4 separate regions of the Mus musculus genome follow, and regions 1, 2 and 4 are each linked to region 3. A link is a contact called in public Hi-C and HiChIP or PLAC-seq data. All regions are on one chromosome and are shown on one strand. Each heading gives the region's core, a stretch centred on a gene start, on an enhancer-like site or on the middle of the called end of the contact. The rest is flanking DNA. Distances are from core to core; before and after follow the strand shown.

Evidence for each region. Hi-C and Micro-C count contacts between places; a contact is called where the count stands out from the background. HiChIP or PLAC-seq counts read pairs in DNA pulled down with a chosen protein or histone mark.
Region 1: a FOXA1 HiChIP or PLAC-seq map of pancreatic cancer cells shows a contact between it and region 3. The contact joins the enhancer-like site here to the promoter of Bc1 in region 3. A contact is called at or near these places in 4 of 39 promoter capture datasets (the 3T3-L1 cell line, the HPC-7 cell line and embryonic stem cells), 1 of 15 datasets of contacts at CTCF or cohesin (embryonic stem cells), 5 of 484 Hi-C or Micro-C datasets (all in embryonic stem cells), 5 of 115 datasets of contacts at active chromatin or transcription factors (embryonic midbrain, embryonic stem cells, pancreatic cancer cells and 1 more) and 2 of 9 other capture datasets (adipose tissue and pancreatic islet).
Region 2: a contact with region 3 is called in a Hi-C map of LSK cells, with 3 times the contacts expected there. The contact joins the enhancer-like site here to the promoter of Bc1 in region 3. A contact is called at or near these places in 12 of 39 promoter capture datasets (3T3-L1-derived adipocytes, the C10 cell line, the HPC-7 cell line and 7 more), 3 of 15 datasets of contacts at CTCF or cohesin (CD8 T cells and embryonic stem cells), 31 of 484 Hi-C or Micro-C datasets (2-cell-like embryonic stem cells, the 3T3-L1 cell line, 8-cell embryo and 20 more), 16 of 115 datasets of contacts at active chromatin or transcription factors (craniofacial prominence, embryonic basal ganglia, embryonic forebrain and 8 more) and 1 of 9 other capture datasets (adipose tissue).
Region 4: a FOXA1 HiChIP or PLAC-seq map of pancreatic cancer cells shows a contact between it and region 3. The contact joins the enhancer-like site here to the promoter of Bc1 in region 3. A contact is called at or near these places in 3 of 39 promoter capture datasets (the C10 cell line, embryonic stem cells and trophoblast stem cells), 2 of 484 Hi-C or Micro-C datasets (bone marrow-derived macrophages and embryonic fibroblasts), 14 of 115 datasets of contacts at active chromatin or transcription factors (the 230-238 cell line, bone marrow-derived macrophages, embryonic stem cells and 4 more) and 2 of 9 other capture datasets (adipose tissue and liver).

The regions. Positions count from the first base shown.
Region 1 is chr7:144,676,963-144,680,177 of GRCm38.p6, forward strand. Ano1 (anoctamin 1, calcium activated chloride channel) reads right to left here. Exons shown (of 26, transcript NM_178642.6): 2 at 1,672-1,817. The coding sequence starts at 1,779. Among named protein-coding and RNA genes, the nearest start is that of Ano1, 60 kb to the right of the region's middle. Within about 2 kb of position 1,904, at least 39 of the 459 cell types and tissues checked have an H3K27ac peak or open chromatin away from gene starts, as enhancers often do. A contact at or near this core is called in pancreatic cancer cells, where this site is marked.
Region 2 is chr7:144,776,639-144,779,414 of GRCm38.p6, forward strand. No RefSeq gene overlaps it. Among named protein-coding and RNA genes, the nearest start is that of Gm34964, 11 kb to the right of the region's middle. Within about 2 kb of position 1,338, at least 26 of the 459 cell types and tissues checked have an H3K27ac peak or open chromatin away from gene starts, as enhancers often do. A contact at or near this core is called in the Ba/F3 cell line, LSK cells, adipose tissue and 2 more, where this site is marked.
Region 3 is chr7:144,912,750-144,915,948 of GRCm38.p6, forward strand. Bc1 (brain cytoplasmic RNA 1) reads left to right here and starts at 1,721. Exons shown (of 1, transcript NR_038088.1): 1 at 1,721-1,874. LTO1 (ABCE maturation factor) reads left to right here and starts at 2,351. Exons shown (of 4, transcript NM_001357869.1): 1 at 2,351-2,580. The coding sequence starts at 2,489.
Region 4 is chr7:145,145,458-145,148,525 of GRCm38.p6, forward strand. No RefSeq gene overlaps it. Among named protein-coding and RNA genes, the nearest start is that of Gm45181, 20 kb to the right of the region's middle. Within about 2 kb of position 1,419, at least 22 of the 459 cell types and tissues checked have an H3K27ac peak or open chromatin away from gene starts, as enhancers often do. A contact at or near this core is called in embryonic fibroblasts and pancreatic cancer cells, where this site is marked.

The sequences.
Region 1 (3,215 bases), core at 654-3,153, 240 kb before region 3:
GTGGAGCATTCCATCTGATCTCTTTAAGCTCCAGAAGGGGCAGAGCCCTCCCTCTCTCTGGGTGCCCAGGGGACATTAGGGGCCAGCAAGGCCCAGTAAGGCCCAACTCACAGCTCTATTCAAATGTCCCCTGAGCTCCTAAGGTTGTTTCCATCCTGTACTTGACAAGAAGGCTTCTGTCCATCAAGAGCTGTTCCTGGCCCAGGCTCCCCAGGACTCTGGTACCACCCAGTAGAACCCCACCCACTCCTCTACTGAGACCCCAGGACTGCCAAGACTGTCCACAGCCTGAGCCTGCACTGCCAAGCCATAGCTCCCATTAGGCTTCTGGGTGTATTCACCCAGGCCCTCAGGCTCTCAGCCCCAGGCTAGGACAGGCTGGGGCAATCCCTCAAGCTGGGCCTTCCACTCCAGCCCCAGGCTAGAGCCCCAGGCATTGGACAGCAATGCTCCCTCTAGCCTAGATAGGGACCTTGAGGGATCTGGGGGTAGGGGTGAGGGGGAAAGGAAGAGAAAAAAGGAAAGAAAGAAAGAAAAAGCTCTTTGGTCTTTGGTGCCTGCTGGGAGTGCCCCGCCCCCACCCGGGCTCTGGGAAAGTTTGTTCTTTAAACCAGACTCATCAGGAGTGAATCCCACTCCCTCCCCCTCCCAACACACACACACACACACACACACACACACACACACACACACACACACACACACACACACACGGTGCCACCAGGAATCCCTGTGACCTGCTGTCTGGCCCCAGGGACAATGCTATGGTAGAGGGGACACCTCTGTACTGGGTTCCCCAACCAGGTGACTGGCTCCACCCTGCACCCCTACCCGTGCCCAAGGCGCTGGGAGGGGATGAGGGACTAGATTGAGGTTGGCAATCTCTGGGTTGAGTCTGAGCATGTGCCAGCTGCACTGGGCTGGAGATCTAAGCACTGCAGGCAGGAGGACTCGAACCCCACCGGGTGGCGGCGCAGTGGTCTCGCTCACTCTGGTGGCCACCTGATCCTTACCCTTGACTCCTACTCCCACCCACCCTGCTGCTCCTGGCTAAGGGCCTGGAAAGGAGGGTCTCATCCAGGCTTGGGCTGTATGCGTAGGAGACTGGGAACCCCCGGACTGGGCACTGTGGGGACCCTGAGACACTCTAGAGATCCCAGGAACAAGCAAAGACTTCGAGGGACAATTTTGGGATCCCAGGAACACTGCAAACCCCGAGTTGGGCTCTGTGTACACTCTGGGGACCCCAGTCAGTGTGTTGTGACGATCTCAGGGGGGCACTTTGGGTATTTTAGGGACACTCTGTAAACCTCAGGTAAACCTCAGGTCCGGCGCTGTGGGTACTTCGAGGACACTAGAAAACTCAGAACACTCTGTAGACCCCTGGCAATAGGCTGCAGAGACCCCAGGAACACTCTGGGGACTCTGGGCATAGCACTGAGAGGGACCTCAGAGACACTGCAAACCCTGGGCTGGGCTCTGCAAGGACACCAGGGACACTCTGGGGACCCCTGGCGCTGCGTTCCGCGAGTGGGAGGACGCGCAGAGTATAGCCGGTCGCGTGCACTTGGTTCCGGCAGCAGCGCGCTCCCAGGCCACACGTGCGTGGCTGGGAACCCCAAAAACCTTGCGCACTGTGGAGAGGTCACCCGTGGCCGCACCCGAACTCACCGTGCCCTCGGACGGCAGGTAGCCCAGGTCCTCGATGGCGCAGATGTTCACGATGTGGACGCTGCGGTCCTCCGCCGGGAGCGTCGAGTACTTCTCGGGGACCCTCATGGTGGCCTCGCGCTCCCCATCCACAACCCCGGTGGCGTCTGCAACGGAGAAGCGGTGCTGGCCTGGCGCGGACGGGACGTGGCCGCTCCCTCCTCCCTCGCGACCTCCCGGGCGCTGCCGCCACCTGGCCCGTCCCGAGGGCGCCCGCGCGCCGTGAACTTGGCCGCGCGCCGGCTCCGCCTTAAAGATATAAGCGCAGGGGCGGCGGCCACAAGGGTCAGATTTTCCGTAGAAATTTAAACACAGGAAGAAAGGATTCCGAGTTTTATTTTTACCCGGGGTCAGAGCCCGTTTAGAGTTTTGTTTTTTAAATTTTGAGGGTGGAAAGGATTCTTACTCGAAGGGAAAGTGCCCCAGACCACACCTTAAATAAAAAGGCCTGGAGCTGGGAGGGTGTGGGGGACTTTTGGGATAGCATTGGAAATGTAAATGAAATAAATACCTAATAATAATAATAATAATTTTTTAAAAAGGCCCGGAGCTAACTTTGCTGTTTCCTAAGGAGGTGACAGATTAACCACAATGTCATCACCTGGGACCCCTCCTGTGTAGACCTCCTCCCCCACCATCATCTCCCAAGTACTGTAGCCCCCACCTGTGAGCTTTTAGACGATCTCCTCCACAGGGGTGAGTGTATGTCAGCTAACTGAACTCCTGCCCACCAGGAGAGAATGCTGACCGGTTGGTTGGTGGGGTTTTGTTTTCTCTTAAGGACTTAAGAGGCTGCAGAGCACCCTGATCTGACCCTCCAAGGCCAGCTGCATCTCCTGCAGTGACTAGAAGCCTGTGCTTTCTCTCACCCCAGGACCTAGCAAGGTCCCTGTACACAGTAGGGTGTTTTTAAGTCTCCCTTCTGGAGGAGGAGGAGGAAGAGGAGGAAGAGGAGCATCTGCTGTCCTGATTGAGCTTCTGCAGGGGTGGCCTCTCTTTCCTCTACCTTTCTGGTGGGCATCAGAGTGCTTGTCCCTCAGGACACCCTCCTGGGCTCTCCAGCCTCAACCTCTCACTGTCCTCAGACCCAGTCTGAACCTCAGCTTCAGAACTTGCACTCAGCACCTTGTCTGGTGGGCTACCAGCTTCCCACAGCAGACACTCCCACCAACTGGACTTGCAGCTGCATGACAACATTCAAGGCCCCCCAGAAGTCATCATGAAAAGTCACCAGGAGCAAAACAGCCTCTGGTGATTCCCAGGCCGGATCTAGAGAGGTGGAACGGGAGGGACAGACAGGAGGTACTGGGCTCCAGGCTCCCAATTCAAAGAGCCAAGCAGTGCCTTCTCAGGCTCACAGGCCTGTCTTGTGGTGATCACAGAGAACTTCCCTTGCTGTGTGTGCTTAGCCATGTGACTGCCATCTTGTCACTGTCTTGACTACCTCTTCTCTGCCAGTCATCTGCTCCCGTTTACTCTAAGTAACTTTGAACTTGGAGAGGTTT
Region 2 (2,776 bases), core at 88-2,587, 140 kb before region 3:
GGGAAGGAACAGGGGCCACCAACTCCATTCAGCCTTCCTCTCCACAGAGAACATTATGCCTCTGGTACCACCAGAAGCCAAAATATATGATCTGCTTTGAAACACTGTGTGGAAGTAAGGCAAGAGCTGAGGACGAGGAAGTGTGGGCTCCCAGAAGAAGACAGCTCAGTGTAGGTAGGGTGGAACCTGGCTGGTGAACACTGGTCTTTTTAAAGACCAAAGAAAGACAGAAAGTGATGTAAGAGGAAGGCATGTCTAAGAGACAGTGCCAGCAAGGGTCATCGGAAGGCACCTCTGACTTTTAAGCTTGGACCAGCTGAAAAAAAATTCTAGGGCAAGTGTGGAAGCTCACATCAGAGGCAGGGAATCTCTGTGTGTTTAAGACTAGCCCTGTCTACAAAAGTGGATTATAGGTTCAGTTAGACTTTGTCTTATTTTTAAAAAAAGAAGAAGAAGAAGGAGAAGAAGAAGAAGAAGAAGGAGAAGGAGAAGGAGAAGGAGAAGGAGAAGGAGAAGGAGAAGGAGAAGGAGAAGGAGAAGGAGAAGGAGAAGGAGAAGAAGAAGAAGAAGAAGAAGAAGAAGAAGAAGAAGAAGAAGAAGAAGAAGAAGAAGAAGAAGAAGAAGAAGAAAAGGAGAAAGAGAGGAGAGAGAGAGAGAGGCATTTCAAGCAAATAGGCGCCCTGGGGAAGAAAAGAACCTGGCATATATTTATAAGGCATTTTTCTAAGAGCCCCCAGTGGAGTTGAGGATGTAGCATAGTTGTAGAATGTTCGCCTAGCATTCACAAAGTCCTGGGTTCAATTCTCAGCATTACACAAAGCAGGGATGGTGACATGGGCCGGTCATCCCATCACTTGGGAGGTAGAGGCAGGAGGGTCAGCTTGAGCTGCGTGCGTAGCAAGTTTAAGGCCATCCTGGACTTATGAGACCCAGAGCATGCAGAGGCCCAGGAGCGAGTGGGCTGGAGCAAGAGGGAGAAGGGAAGGGGGTGGGGGTGGGGGAAAGATCCAGATTCAGAGAAAGAGAAAAATGATGGGGAGGGTATGTGCTAGGGTAGAACCATAGATAGGTGACCCAGGGGGTTGAATGGAGGGAGATGGAGAATGGAGAGGATCTGACCTTGGGGCTGAGAGTCTCTGGAGTGCCACTGAGCATGACTGGATCTGGGTGGGGTGAGGTTCATGAATCATTTTTATTTGACTTTGCTGAAGTCCACCTCCCACTGAAATTCTCAAAAGAAACCACCATTTGCTCCTGAGGTCTGACACTTGACAGCCCCTGGCTGAGCTCATTCTGCTGGAACCAGTTTCTAAGATACTGGTATTTCAGCCAGCAAAACGGTTACTCTGGTAAAAGTGCTTGTGGCCAAGACTAACGTCCTGAATTCAGTCCCCGAACCCACAAGGTGGAGAAAGAGAAGTATTTCCTGCCAGCTGTCCTCTGGCTTCCACACTCACACGCCACTCACTCTCATACACACCACACACTCACACACACACACACACACACACACACACTCACACACACATCACACACTCTCACATGTACTCATTCAAACACACTCATACAGACTCACATGCTCACACACCCCACACATACTCATTCACATATGCATACTTACATTCACACTCTTACTCACATGCACACTTGCTCCCACAGACTCATGCTCTCTCTCTTTCTCTCTCTCTCTCTTACACACACACACACATTTTTTTAATGAGGCTGGAGAGATGGCTCAGCAGCTAACAACTCACACTGCTCCTGCAGAGGACCTGAATCTGGTTCCCAGTACCCACATAAAGCAGTTCGCCAACTGCCTTTAAGTTTAACAACTCAGGGCCTAATGACTTTGTCTGGCCTCCTCAGGCACCTACAAGCTGTGCATACATACACATAAAATAAAATAAATATTTTAAGTAAAAACAAACAAACAAAATATACTGCTATTTTTAAAGTGGTTTAGCACCATGTTAAAATGCAGTTTTGCTGTGCCTCTGGTACTTGAGCTCAGCCCTCACGTCTCTGCCCATCCCCAGCCAGCCATGCTCCCTAGTATAGCAGAGATGGGGCTAACTGCTTCACACACCCTGGCTGTTCCTGCCCTGCACTGGCCCTGGCGTCTCGATGGCTCCTTCCCTCTCTTCACACCACTAAACCTTCTGTCAGGGCTAGGCCAGGTTTGGGGAGGCACCATGGGCTGAGCTCAGGTTGTGGAAGACTTGAGAACTGAGGCCACATCAATGTCCCCAGGAAAAAGCCAGCTTCCCCGGGCCAGGAATGACATTGGGAAGTTCTCATGACTACCCTTACAGGGATGTGGCTTCTTATAGATGAGGAAACTGACGCACAGAAAGATGAATCAGTGCAGCCCTACCCCTGGGTGGTACCCTCCAACCTGAGGAGGATCGTGACCCACAGCCCTTTCCTCGAGGGGCAAGGCACCTCGGGTCACACACAGGCATTATCTACCCCTGATCTTTCTTACTCTCTTTTTGCTCATGTGTATGTGTTTGTTGTGTACATGAGTGTTCTTGTGTGTATATGCACATACATGTGTGTGCTCATGTACGTGAAGACCAGAGGTTGATACGGGCTTCTCCTTCAACAACTACCTTGTTACCAAGGCAAGGTATCTCTCTGTGAGCCTGGAGCTCAAAAATTTGCCTACTCTAGCTGGCCAGCTTGCTCCAGGATGCCCTGCTTCAGCCTCCCAGCTACTGGGATACAGATAGACCATCAAGTGTGCTTGGCTTTTCATGAGAATACAAAGGACACT
Region 3 (3,199 bases), core at 471-2,970:
AGTGTGAACTTAAGTGAGTCTCCTAGTGCCTGACAGCTTTGCTCTCCGTGGCTGTCACCAGATCCAGCTAGGTTTTACAAGTCTCACCACAGTGCTCATTATAGGGTGTCAAATCTCCACAGTTCTCTGACTACTTCCCACAGACAAAAATCAAACAAAATTAAACTACCAGGTCAAAGCGGACAGACTTTCAAATGACCTTCTTATCCTTTTGAACCATCTGACCAAAAGTCAGCTCAAATTCATACATTGGTGAACAATGAAAGTTCCCTTTAATTCCACCAAACAGAGGGCTCAGGGCCTTTAACCATCTCAGAAGGCAGATGCTACTTCTGGCTGCTCTTTCCGTGGACTCCGTCTGTTCCTCCTGGGACTCTACCCAATTTAAAGGCCAGACACCTGCTGCTCAGTTCTGTGCCATACAAAAGGCCCATTAGCTTGCTATTTTCTCCTGTTAGGATGAATTCATTCATTCATTCATCTATTTCTTTTTTTTTTTGTTTTTTTGTTTTTTTGTTTTTTTTCGAGACAGGGTTTCTCTGTGTAGCCCTGGCTGTCCTGGAACTCACTTTGTAGACCAGGCTGGCCTCGAACTCAGAAATCCGCCTGCCTCTGCCTCCCAAGTGCTGGGATTAAAGGCGTACGCCACAACGCCCGGCTCATTCATCTATTTCTAAACAATTATATTTTATGTTTTGAGATATGGTCTCACTCTTCAGCCCAGACCAGTCTGGAATGCACTCTGTAGCCCAGGTTGGCCTCAGATTCATGGCAGTTCTTTTCCCTCAGCTTCCCACATGGGGCTTACAAGTGGGGGCCACTGTCCCTGCTTCCAGGATGAATCTGTTTTGTACCCACATCTTTTTTTTTCTTTTCATTTTTTGAGACAGGTTTTCTCTGTGTAGCCCTGGCTGTCCTGGAACTTACTCTGTAGACCAGGCTGGCCTCGAACTCAGAAATCTGCCTGCCTCTGCCTCCGAAGTGCTGGGATTAAAAGAAGACCTTTGCCACCGCACCTGGCCTCCTTTTTCTTTTTGTGGTTAACTTTTTACTTGGTGTAGACTCTTCTGATGAGCAGTGTGAGCAGCGTGAGCAGAGTGTGAGGGACTCACTTTATTTTCCTGAGAAACCATACTTGCCTGTCATGGCGAGTGCTCACTGCTCTATCCTTCCTGAAGTTTGTGATTTTATTTTTATCACGGAAGTTTTACTCCTAGGAGACATTCTAGGCTGTTCTCCAGGCTTATCTCTTCTTCAGTCAACATGCCATCATGTTCATCACCAGACTCAAACTTCTCTCTTCTGTCTGACACAGTAGTTCTCATTTTCAAAAAGCATTTTGTTATAGTTAAGGATTCATTTGCACAGATGAAATTCAGTTCAAGTGGCGTGTTTACTTATTCAGCCCTCCATCAATTACAGTGTTGTATCTCTGGTCTCTTTTATACAGGAGCTGATTAACTTGTTAGCAATTGTTGCCTAAGGAACTTACTGTACTGTGGAATACTCTTTAAAACTATACTTTGGAAGGTATCTCTGATGGAAATGATGAGAAAACTAACTTCAATTTCTGCTGTTTGAAGAGTGGGTGCCTGTGAGATTGGAGCGCTTGGACAAAGTGGCTCCTCCTGCCGGCCAGCCCTTCGGAACCACCTGATACTTGACTGTGTATGAAATACTTCAGTTTTGCTTTAAATACTGGCAGCAAGTGCTAGCGTTCGGGGTTGGGGATTTAGCTCAGTGGTAGAGCGCTTGCCTAGCAAGCGCAAGGCCCTGGGTTCGGTCCTCAGCTCTGGAAAAAAAAAAAAAAAAAAAAAAAGACAAAATAACAAAAAGACCAAAAAAAAACAAGGTAACTGGCACACACAACCTTTTTCATTTTCAAAGACCCCCCCCCAAGGGCATTTTCATGTCTGGGGGCAATATTTATTATCTGCCCTTTAGGATATCGCAGTATCAAATCGTTTCCAGCCCTCAGGGAGGGTCCGGTGCAGTGTACAGATGCGGTGATTGACAGTCCGGTGACAGCAGAGGATGCCGGATACTCCTCCCTCCTTGAAGCCTGCCCCTTGGGCCCTTCCTCCATTTCCTGGGAACGCCCCTGTGCCAGATCTTTGGTAACTTTTCTCATTTCTTTAAGACCCACGTTTGTGAATTCGGTCCCATCTGTTTGGATTTTGAAAATAAAAGCAGGGTTCGTCTGGACACCGCGAGCGACCCAGACGACGTGCCCCAAGCGACCTGACCCGCCCCACCCACCACGGAGCGAGCGGTACCAAGGAGGAGGAGCAAGGCTTCCCTCGGGCTAGCCCCGCCCATGTAGCATCTACCCATGCGCAGTGGGATGGGCTTTTTTTTTTTTTTTGGCTTCTTTAGCTTGCCGTCCTTACCCGCCCTGCTCCGCGCGGCATACACGGAAGTGTCTTCTTCATTCTGACAATCCGGGCGTTTGTGATCGCGTCTCGCCAGTTGGCGATTACTACACAGAATGAAAGGAATGCGAGGGCCGGGGGAGAGCCGAGACACCGCCATGGCCGTGGAGCAGGACATATTTGACGCCGTCGTGATGGCGGATGAGAGGTGGGCAGAGAGACCCGGCTCCGCCCCGCCCCGGCAGCTGCTGGGCAGTCCTCGGGGATACCCGCCTTCGCCATCTGCGAGCTGCCACTTTTTCTTGTCCTTTAATTGCCGCACATACGGCGGTATTCATGGGTCTGCTGATGGATATGTCGGGCAGGCCCCTTTGGATCCTGAAAAGTCCCCAGGGAACGCCTGGGCGGGACGGTGGCCCAGGTCATCTTGGCCTCTCCAGGCTGGCTGCTCATTGTGGGTTGGGTACCTCCCCGGGTGACTGCTCAGGCTCGGTTTAGGGAGTCGGGTCCTGGCAGATGCCCACGCCCCCAAATGGGGAGCTGTTCACTGCCTCACATGGGGGCTTCCAGAACATTCCTTCAACAGCGCCGGCAGCAATTTATTGCCAGTTTGAGGGTTGAACTCTTAGACACAATAATACCCACCTACCCAGAGCATCCCAGTGGTGGCATACTGTCTTGATCTTGGGGACATTTTCTGTACCTCTACAGAGGTGTGAGGAGTCCTGGGTGCTTGGAGTGTTTTAGAAACAAACAGGTTGAGTTATGATGGCATGTAGGCTCAGATGCACCTACCCTCACACCTACATTTTCAAAAGTAGATTCCT
Region 4 (3,068 bases), core at 169-2,668, 230 kb after region 3:
GAGTCCCATGGAATGCATCGAGCATCTGAACAAAAATTACCAGACTCTGGTAACAAAAAATAGCCAGAGACTCTGATGCAGAGAAAAACCAGTCAAAAGAAATAGACCCACGGGTGACAGATGGAGGATACAGGAGCCAGGGACTTCAAAGGTTGTTAGAGATGTATTCAAGATCCTGGCCTAGAGGCTCAGGCCTGTCAGTCCAGCCGCTAGCAAGGCTGAGGTAGGAGGATTGTAAGTTCAAAGCCAGCCTGGGCAATGCAGCGAGACTGTGCCTGTATTAATCTTTCAGTAGCTCTGACAAAAGCAATTTAAGTGAGGACAGGTCTGGTTTGGCTCACAGTTCCAGGGACAGTTCATCATAGTGAGAAAGCAGTGGTAAAAGAAACCCGATCACATTGTACCTCAAGAACAAACTTAGATTTACTAAGATTAATAATGTAAAAAAAAAAAAAATTATGCCGGACAGTGGTGGCACATGCCTTTAATCCCAGCACTTGGGAGACAGAGGCAGGCAGATTTCTGAGTTCATGGCCATCCTGGTCTACAGATGAGTTCCAGGACAGAGAAACCCTGTCTTGAAAAACAAAAACAAAAACAAAAACAAAATAATAATAATAATAATAATCCGCTAGGAAAATTCTGGAAGAAACAGGACCTAAATCTTTGTGACCTTAGATTAGGTAAAGATCTCATGTCAATTTCTCTGGAGGCACAATGAATACATTTAAAAAAATCTAGGGCTGGAGAGAAGACACAGCAGTTATAGTGCTTACTGAAGCCAGTGGTGATGTGTGCAGTGGGTCTCTGAGTTCAAGGCCAGCCTGGTCTACAGAGCAAGTTCCAGGACATCTAGGGCTACACAGAGAAACCCTGTCTCAAAACAGCAGCAGCAGCAGCACCAGCAGCAGCAACAACAACAGAGTGCTTGTTCTTCAATCATGAGACCTAGCATTCAAATCCCACATGAAGTGGCTCACAGTCATCTGCCACTCCAGCTATAAGGGATCAAATGCCCTCTTCTGGCCTCCCTGGGCACCTACACACACACAGACAAACACACACACTTAAAGAAAAATCAATCTAATACCTCTCTCTATAGATACAGATGATGTAGATTATAGATTATAAGCACAAACATAGATATAGATATATGAAGAAATCCTTAAACAGGATGTCATCAGAACTAAAACTATCTCCTGCTGAATGAAAAGGCACACACCATGCCAGGAACAAATATTTGTGAGCCACATAATTGACAAAGAATTTGGAACTCTCTCAGCAGTGGGAAAATAAGATACATGATTGACAATGAGCCAACTCTCTGAATGAGGTTTTCCCCTGAGCAAGAGAATACATGTGAATGGCTTCACCTCCACCAGTCACCAAGGCAACCAAACTAAAACCACATTGTGATACTATGATGTACTCCTTAAAGTGGTCAAACAATTGATAACTAGTTGTTTATTCTTTGGGGAGGGGCCCTCACAGTACAGTGTGCTTTGTGGATGCAGTTACAGGAAGGCATGTGTTCCTGGAGCGTATGGAAGTTAGTTCAAACATTATGGGAAAGAGCTGCTTGTAAAAGTATAAACTTATCTAAAATCCTAAAACCTGTACCCAAGAGAAAGGGACACATGGATGCTCAGGCATACTAGTGGAATCTTGTGTGTGTTTTTAGGAAGAATTGTGAAAACCTGCAAATGCTGCTTACAGCATCCCACTGAATAGAAGAATCTCCACAATGGATGAACAGTAGGATGTTTGGTGGAGTACTATACAGCAAGGTAAATAGAAGGAATAGTAATATATTTGTTGCTACACAAGATGCCAAAAAGCTAGAAGCTGTAAGATTCTGGTTCTGTGATATTCTTGGAAAGGACAAATTAGAGGTACAGAAAACAAGACTGTGTCCTCCATATATGGAAGCCCTAATTTTAACTGTTCCCTTATCTGGAGATAAGGCTTTGAGGACACAAAATAAGGTTAAAAGTGGTCAAGAGGCAGTGGTTCTCAACCTCCCTAATGCTGCAACCCTCTAATACAGTCCTCATGTATGGTTGGTTGGTGACTCCCAACAACCATAAAGTTATTTCATGGCTACTTCATAAATGTAATTTTGCTTCTATTATGAATAGTAGTGTAGATACCTGTGTTTTTCAGTGGTCTTAGGCGAGCCCTGTGAAAGGGTTCTTAAACCTTTAAAGGGGTCATGACCCCCAGGTTGAGAACAGATGCAGTAAGAAGTCCTGACCCAAAAGGATTAGTGTCTTTACAGAAAGAGTGAGAAGGCCGATTCTCCTCCACACACACCTCAACAGCAAGAAGGCCCTGACCTGACACCAGGCAAGAAGCCTCCTCAGACACTAAGACTGATACTGTGTGGATCTTAAGACTTCAGGTGTCCATAACCCCAGGGCCAAGTCCCAGATTCAACACATCTGTGGTGCAGCAGGGGCTAATGATAAAAGCAATTCCTTGGGACACGTGTGGGACTGCTCACTACATCACACTACAAGACATGGGTGATGGCAGGACTGTGTGACTTGACAGTGAGGTATTCCACAACTCTATGTGCTTGTCAGAATCCAGAGATCTCAGAGTGGGAGAGATGGCTCAGGTGGCACTTGACAAGGGATCCAGCTCAGTTCCCAGCACTCATGGTGAGCAGCTCAAAACCACGTGGCATTCTAGTTTCAGGGATCCAGCACCCTCTTCTGGTCTCCACAGGCACCTACACTCATATGCGTCCTCACTTCACACACCCACACCACACCCACCCCCACACACACCACACCACACACACACACATACACACACAAACACACATACCACATATACACACACATAAATCTAAAAAAAATTCACAGAACTTGCATAAAGAAACTGTACATGAACTGTCAATAACAGAAGCCAAAGAGGAATAACTGCCTCTCTCACAGAAAGACAAAAGCAAGAGAGGCAGACTCACACAAGAGACTTCAGGGTGCGGCAGGAAGCTCTGAGCAGTGACAAGAGGTCACCTGCAGGGTCACTTGCAGGGTGGGGGTACGGTGAGTGTCAGAGGG